3 separate regions of the Zea mays genome follow, and all the other regions are linked to region 1. A link is a contact called in public Hi-C data. All regions are on one chromosome and are shown on one strand. The core of a region is the stretch at or near the end of the contact, and the rest is flanking DNA. Distances in the headings are between cores, read along the strand shown.

Region 1 (2,700 bases), core at 118-2,617:
TTGGACCCTTCATCGAAAAGGTCCTAATTAATGGTCCTGTTCCTTCTGACGTGGCATGATTACTCCTCTCGGAGCCTCGTTGGCACACACATGTGTGCGCAATGAGAAGGTGTATTAATTATGCCCAAAACCCCACACGAACAAAGACAAGTGCCCCCCGAAACCGATCATCTATCTAGCTAACCCCGTCCGTCCGGCCGGCCTTCTTTTCATCACCTTTTTTTCTTTATCATCAGATACACAGATACAGTTTGGTCACCTAATAAAAAGCCCAATTCTTTACTTTGCAGAGTAGGTTTGGTTTGCCAACATACCATGTGCGGAAAACCTTCCCTTTGGTTCATCCCATTATGACCATGCACCAAAGGCAAAGAATCATCCTTTCCATTAAGCGCATATTTCTTGGTTATTACCAATATATTATTAAAGGTTATACATTACGAAATCTATAACGATACTAATTTGATATAAGCAATTTTAATGATTTTTATAAATTGTACTTAATTTTCAAAAATAATTTATAAAAAAAAATCAAGAAATCTACTTATTGAGAACCCACATAGAGTAGTTGTTAAAAGTGCGATTCTTTTTGGCACAAGAATAAGAACTAAATTTTACTTTTTCAGCATTCTCTAAAAGATTCTTTCCCCTTAAATTCTAGGTCCTCTGCTCCTGTAGCGACGCCATCTAAATTCATCCCTGCACAATACATCCTATTCCTAATATATTTTAGATTAGATTTTTCTATATATGTATTTGTCATAGTCTAAAATAGTATATATATATATATATATATATATATATATATATATATATATATATATATATATACTAAATCTGTGTTTAATTCGTAGTTTAGAATATAAAAATAGAGAAAAGAGGACGTGCCCTTAATCTGGGGTGTGCGGCAAAGGGTGAGTTTTTGGTACCGCTGCATAGTCTAACACCTACGACCGATTCGTTAAGGACCGTTATGGGTATGAAAAGAATTTCCCTTGCTGTCTGACCGACAAGGCCTCGATATAATATGCATACAAGGAAAAATAAAAAAAATTGAAAATCCATAACTCCATGTGATTCTTGTAAAAGAAAAAAAAAACTTGATCACCGTGGCAGTTCTACTCTCCCATGCATGCATTCTTCTTCCCCCCAATCTCCCATCCGTTTCCTTCCCCATGCTCTGTCTGCCGCGCTTGCGCTTGCGCTTGACTCCACCACCGCCCTCTCTGTCAGCACTGCCACCCTCCACGTGGGGGCAATCACTGCCATCTGCCTCCACCTCCGTTTCATCTTAACCCCACCTCTCGAGGTCTCCGTTCCTATAAAGGCCTCACACCTGCTCCGTTCCATTCCAACACCTCACCAGCAAGCACACACACACCTTCCACCGGGCCTGGCTTTAAAGCTGTACTTACTATTTATTTCTCCCTCCCCCCACAAACCTCATCTCTTCTCTCCCGCCGCGCGCCACTGGAAAAAAAAAAGGAAAAGAAGAGAGAAAAAAACCCTCCATGTGTTCCATATTTCCTTCGCATTCAGTCATCGGCGTATCGTCGCAGGCGCAGGCTGCTGCTGCTGGCGGCGGCGGCGGGTTTCAGAGCCCAGAGAGCAGAGCCAGCAGCATGAGCGGCGGCGGCTCTCTGCCCTCCCCTTCCGGACCTGCCTGCTCCAGATCATGGTGGGCATTCTATTCTGAGACCAAAACCATTTCGCATTCCATCGTGTCCATCTTTTTTTTCCCTTCTCTTTGTTCTTCCTAGATATACATACATAGGTCGCATTTATTTGCTCTAATCATCGCCTACCGATCACCTAAGAAACCATTGTCTACTACTCCAGCAGCTTACAGTGTGTCAGTGTCCTTTAATTAATTAATTCATCATCGCTTGGTCAAACTAAGTAGCCTGATGATGCATATGCGTGCTGGATCGATCGATCGATCGGTCATGCAGGTCCATCAGCGAGGACTCGCTGCGGAGGTACGTGAGCTACGCGAGCGAGAGCTGCATCCAGGAGCTGCTGGCGGCGTCGTCGGACTCCGGCCGCGGCGGCGACGACGACGGGTGGAAGGTGCTGGTGTACCACAACGGCGTCGAGATATCCAAGCGGCGGACGGGGCCCGCGCACGTCTTCCGGAGCAGGTGGCTGCTGCAGGACGTCTCGCCGGAGCAGTTCGTGGCCGCCGCCAGCGCCGTCGACGCCGCCAAGGTACACACACACACAGACACTACTTGCATGCGTATATTCGTTATTATTACTATATATTCGTAATTGTTAATCTACGAGTGGTAGTATTATACTAGCAACTATATATATAATTGATGAAGAGTTTGAGCAAACTGATTATATTTGAATCAGTCCAAAGGTTTCTTTTCCGTTTCCATTTGAAGTAGGATAGGAAATCGCTTGTTAATTTGATACTTTGGGCCAAATATAAAAAGACAAAAGCTGATGAAGTGATCGTTAGCACAACGGAAGGTTTCCGCAAATCGAAGACTTTGGGTTCCATATCGATCTGTTGCCATGATGGGCCTTGGTTGTGGTTGATGAACGGCTAGCGACCTAGCTGGTTTGCTTTGCTAACTTTGCTCTAGGACTAGCACGTACTCTATAGGTCAATTTCGAGTACTATTTGCTTCATCCGAATAGAAATTATGCAGCAGATCTACCCAAGTCTGTCATTAGTTAAACAAACGTGTT
Region 2 (2,700 bases), core at 140-2,639, 260 kb before region 1:
CAATTGCTTTTGTGCTTTGAAAATCTGCAACAACATGCGCACATGTCAATATAGTCCCATCTGGATCTATTATAGTTCCAGATCCAATGCTCTGCTCGTTTACCCATCCATGCATATCTACAAAAGGTAATTCGAGAAGTTCACTGCACATAGCCACAACACTGGTGAGGAATTTGACAGTTTTCAAATAGACGGATATGTTCTCACCATGCATAGAAGAAATGTTTACAACAGCAGGACCAACTGCAGATGCCGCCTTGGCAATCGAATTCCTGCCTAGACACGCTGGGCAGCATCTTGGATCACCAGAGCTTCCGTCAGAACCTTGGTCGCCATTGTTAGCAGGTGAAACCGATGCAGACGTGAAGGTATTCAGTACTGGGAACCCTACAAACACATTTGGACACAGTAAGATCTTTGATACAGAGCTCTATCTTACCCAGGCGAAGATAACAACAAACAAGGCAACTGCAGATTCAGGTAAAACAAAAATGCATCAGTCTCATCAGAGTTACTAAGGACACCTTGAAGGTGCTAATCTGTCAACTGTAACTATGATGCACATAGGTAAAAATCAAAGTTTATCATATTGTGAAAAAGGATTATTCCCCGGACTCAAACAAAGACCTTGCAAGCAGGCTGATGCTATGATATTTAAAAACAGCCACCTATCTGGATGATCCAACACCTGCAACTTTTTATGGCATGCCTTTGCACATTACAACTTGTGTTCGTCTCGACATACATTGGTCCATTGACTATAGTAGTTCAAAGTACGGCTGAAAACTTGAGTCCAACCACAGGTCCCTCTACTGAATTGAAGTAACGAGACCCGCCAATGCGCATAACGCCGTACGCAGATAGTCAGATGGATGTCTAGCAGAGAGCAAACGCAAGCCCAATCGAGTGGCATTCCAAAAACCTCGAACCCAAACCACCTTGGACAGTTGGACAGGCAACCACTCCCGACTCCGCCACGCAGCAAAAAGACAGTCTATCCGATGGTCTAGGGTGTACCGATGTAGATAGGCGAGGGAGGGGGTGGCGAAAACGGACCTTGGAACGGATATGGGAGCAGATACGGGGAGAAGAGGCAGGTGCCGGAGCGGAGGCCCTCGGCGGCGGCGGAGGAGGAAAAGGCCTGGCGTGGCGGCTGCGGCGGGGAGGCCGAAACGTAGACGGCTGTGTCGGGATCGCGGAGGCGCGAGAAGGCGGCGGTTGCGGCTAGGAGGAGCGCGGCCCGGCGGCCGACGCGGAGGAGCATTCTGGAAGGATCGCTTGCTGCCTTGGCGTGCCGCACACGAGGAAAGGAGAGCACACGAGGAAAGGAACGGGGAACGCAGAGCGGAGCAGCAGGGCCGTCGCGAAGCGTCTGAGCTGAGGTAGGAGGAAGGAAATGGACCTTTTGGTTTTCTTGCGGGCTGCGGACCTTTCAAAAGCCGAGTTGAGCCAGCAGACCTGCACGAATTCAGTCCAACCATCAAATGCTCCTCCTCGTATGGTCTCTTCCTACGGCCCACTTCTAGCCGCGCTCGCCCGTTCTGTCGCTTAAGGACACAACGCCCCGATCGGGATTGGTGTACAGGAGACCCCGAGGCTTCTTCGGTTAGGGATTGATTAGAAAGGATTAGATGAGATTAAATTCTCTTCTTTACAAATTTGAATAGGAGAGGATTAAATCCTCTCCAATCCATCTCAAACCAACTTAAACCGAACAAGTCCTCAGAGGTAATTCGGTATTTACCCATATCACCCTAATTAGGGTTTCTTAATGCTCTCCCTCGGTGAATACCGTGATAAAGACATGCCTCGTTAAAACTTCCAAAAACCCAGTAAAAAATATGGAGAAAGAACGCATGGCAATGCATATTATATATGCACTTTGTGGCCTCGTTAAAGAAATTCATGTGAGAAACTTTAGGAAAACTCACCAAGGAAAAAAGAGTACAACAACTGTCATCGGGATAGATTTCGATCTTCTAGATCTGGATTCTATCGAATCTTCTACAAGAGCTAACTTTAGAAATGTGCTTCCCTAATCCTTGCAAAATTGTCTCGATATGGCAAAACATTTTCTTCTGTAAGTATATGCACATAGAGATTTAGCAAATGGATTGCATATTGTCGCAAGGATTATCTCAGAAACGTCACCTCAACTCACTTCTAGGATACACGAGGTAAGTGCACATATCAACATAAATAAGCCACTTTGACCGGTGGTCTTCGATCGACTGAATCTATATGATAGAAACTTTCATGAGGGTTCACATATTTATCGTCAAGTTGACGCTTTCAGGGCATACAATATGACATTCAGTGTCTCACAATTGTGATCAATATAAACATTCACTCCCCCTGACGATAACATTTGTCAAAGTCATTATCCCTCATAACTCAAACATACTCTTCAAGATATATGTCTCATTGTTCATCTGGAATAATGAGGATGGACGAGGTTGGGGCGCTACACTTTTCATTCTATCATGCACCACAATGTATGCATGGTTGTGCAAAGCAAATAACTTGTCCTTTTATAGGACTTAGGGGATATTATAGTGGCAATAGTACATATTCTAAATATGACTCATCGCTACAGGCATTCATTCGTTGCAACTTCTATGATGGTGTAACAAAAGTCCATCAATGATAGTAATCCATCATGGATTCTCATCAATCAAATGCATAATTATAGTCTGTCAT
Region 3 (2,700 bases), core at 192-2,691, 470 kb before region 1:
GCCATGGCTTGGGCGAGAGGCGCCGAGCGCGTGGGGTGGGCCTCGGCCTGGGCTGGCGCGGGGCATACCGCCGATCCGAGCGCGGGGAAATGGGAGGTGGATGTCGTGGTGGTTTCTTCGTTGTGGGCGCGTGTCGGAGCTAAAGTTCCACAGCGGGAAGCTCCTCCAGGGCAGCAGCCACGTCGTGTCGGGAAACGGCTCACAGAACAGCTCTCCCATCTCGTTGCTGGAGTCGACGAGGAGCACACGGTCGGTGAGGAGCGCGTACAGGAACACGGACGCCGCGGCGATGATCCGGTTCCCAAGCCCGCGGTACGAGATGGACACCAGGTACCTGCACTTTAGATTCACGGGGGACTCGCCGGCGTTCTTGCCGGACTTGAGCTGCTCCAGCGCGCTGGAGTAGGCTGCGGTGCCGGGGCCGCACCGCCTCTGCAGGGCTTCGTGCCGTCGCAGCTTGGAGACGAGGTGCTCGCTAGGTCCCCTGCCCGGGTTTCGGCGATACATGGCCGATTGGTACCGGCTGTGGCATGCCTCCTGGTCAAATCCTGCCGCCAAGAGGCAACCGTGGAGCCTGTCGTGCGCTGTCCTCGTGCTCGTGTACGGGAAGGAGAAATCGTCCGGACCTGCAGACCGTTTGCTTGCAAAGTAAGCACAAAAGATGAATGAATCACCTCAGCTCTGGACGTCTGCAATCAAATCCAATGGCCATAGATTCAACAAAAAAATTCCAATGGCCATACATGAAAGGCGACAAAAATCAACAAGTTAATCTAACTGCGAAGTTTTCTTCGTTTGGATTTGAAGGAAGCACTTCATTAGTTAGCAAGAAGCATTCATGAGGAACCGTTCATCAGCGAAGTCTTACCGAAAAAATGCGCTTCCCTATACAAACCCAAAGGCCAAAGCTACTCGTAAAACCTAACTGAGTATAAAAAATCTCTGCTTCCCAAAATGCAGGGAAGTAAAAATTAATTATATATAGTAGTCTTTCCGTGAACGAACATGCGCATGCGTTGAGGAAAAACTTAGTTACCTTGCCGAAAGCCGGCCATGGCTGTCCTAACCTAGACCAGCGGCGCGCCAGCAGTGCTCCCGCCGAGGAGGATGACGACGAGCGTGGGCACGGTCATCACGAAGGCAGTGAGCAAAGCGCTAGCCCCCAATTCCATCGCTTGTCGTCGTCGGCAGTGAGCACTCTGTTCATTTTGGCCACTGAGCAGGGGAAGCTTCTTCCTCGGGTCTCCTTGTAAATGCAGCCTGTTCGTGCATGTGTCCCGATTCTCTTGTAGTACTGCTGCTGCGACTTCCTGATCTGGAGGAGCTTCAGTCTCGCGGCTTGACAGATGTGCCGCCAATGGACACGATGTATTTAGTGCAGGTCAACTCTATAGTCTCTATATTATATCCGAGCTCGTGCTGCTGCCCGTTTCAGCGTGCGACTCCGCACCGCAGTTGAGATATCGATTGGTTTTAAAATCCTCTGACATACTATAAATGGGTTTCGCCAACTATACTACTTGGCGAACAAAATGTCCTCCGTAATATCAGGAGCTCCGAGCTCACCTCCCAAGGGAAGCCGCGCCGGTGACCACTACTGTCGCGGCGTCCACACCCCGGCGCCCCGCGCACCGACTGCCAAACGGCGGCGGCCACCGCAAATCGCCTGTTAGCCGTTCCTGGTGCGCGCGGCCAACCAGCAATTTCCGCCGACGAATGGGATGATCTTGAACCTCCCTTTGGGTTGGCTGAAGAATCGACATCAGCTGATCACCGTGAACGGGATACGGGCCTGGTCGGAACAGTGAAGAACATGGACAGGCCGGGGAAAAGAGAAGGTTTGTGGGTCGCGCCAGCGCGCTGGGCTGGGGAAAAGGGGGCACCCGGGTTTCTTCTTTTTTTGTTTTTTCTATTTTCTTTCTCTTTTATTCATTCATAAAAAATTCTACGACTTAGTGCAGGTGTCCAGGAGGGAGTACGAGGACTGCACCATGGATTATTTCTTTTGACCTGTCTGCAGTATCGCCTGCATCTAGAGATTAGCAGGTTTCCATCTTGCTAGATATGTATGCAAAATGTGAAATAGCATTAAACTTTTATGCTAAATCCTTGTGGATTATTTCTTTTGACATGTCTGCAGTATCACATGCATCCAGAGATTAGCACGTTTCCATCTTTACATTTCTACGAAAATAAACTGCTTGATGGTGCGGAGGTGGCTGATAAATCAGCTTCATTTCATTTTCATGAGTGTCTTGGTCCATACATGTTTTTTTGATATTGCTGACGGCTGTGAACATTGTGGAAGAAATGTTGCTACATAGTCACTCTGTAATGATTTTGAAGGTGATGCAGCTATTGAAATAATGTCATTTCTAAAGAACAGGTGAGGGTATTGTCTCTCTACCTGCCCATGTTTATTATTGTGTAGGAAACTAAGGCTATATACTTTCTCTGTGAACAGATATCCATTGGAGTTCACCTCTAGGAAAATAGGAATCATTACTCCATACAAAAGCCAACTCTCTATACCTCGTTCAAAGTTCACTTCCTCTTTTGGTCCTGAGATTGTTGCCGAGATGGAAATAAATACTGTTGATGGATTTCAAGGTCGTGAAGTTGATATCTTGTTGTTGTCAACTGTTAGAGCCTCAAATTCTTCAGATGGTAGCCATCACACTGGTGAAGCACACAGCATTG

The links. Hi-C and Micro-C count contacts between places; a contact is called where the count stands out from the background.
Region 2: a contact with region 1 is called in a Hi-C map of bundle sheath, with 2.8 times the contacts expected there. The contact joins the promoter of LOC100277723 here to the promoter of LOC100277620 in region 1. A contact is called at or near these places in 3 of 25 Hi-C or Micro-C datasets (bundle sheath, ear and tassel).
Region 3: a contact with region 1 is called in a Hi-C map of tassel, with 2.7 times the contacts expected there. The contact joins the promoter of LOC103655107 here to the promoter of LOC100277620 in region 1. A contact is called at or near these places in 2 of 25 Hi-C or Micro-C datasets (ear and tassel).

Annotation. Positions count from the first base shown.
Region 1 is chr4:12,658,339-12,661,038 of Zm-B73-REFERENCE-NAM-5.0, reverse strand. It overlaps LOC100277620, which reads left to right and starts at 1,367. Exons shown (of 3, transcript NM_001374019.1): 1 at 1,367-1,678; 2 at 1,953-2,208. The coding sequence starts at 1,512.
Region 2 is chr4:12,916,258-12,918,957 of Zm-B73-REFERENCE-NAM-5.0, reverse strand. LOC100277723 reads right to left here and starts at 1,389. Exons shown (of 9, transcript NM_001151218.2): 1 at 1,057-1,389; 2 at 208-387; 3 at 1-117. The coding sequence starts at 1,264.
Region 3 is chr4:13,127,337-13,130,036 of Zm-B73-REFERENCE-NAM-5.0, reverse strand. LOC103655107 (galactoside 2-alpha-L-fucosyltransferase) reads right to left here and starts at 1,441. Exons shown (of 2, transcript XM_020551802.1): 1 at 1,037-1,441; 2 at 1-626. The coding sequence starts at 1,055. It also overlaps the pseudogene LOC103652843.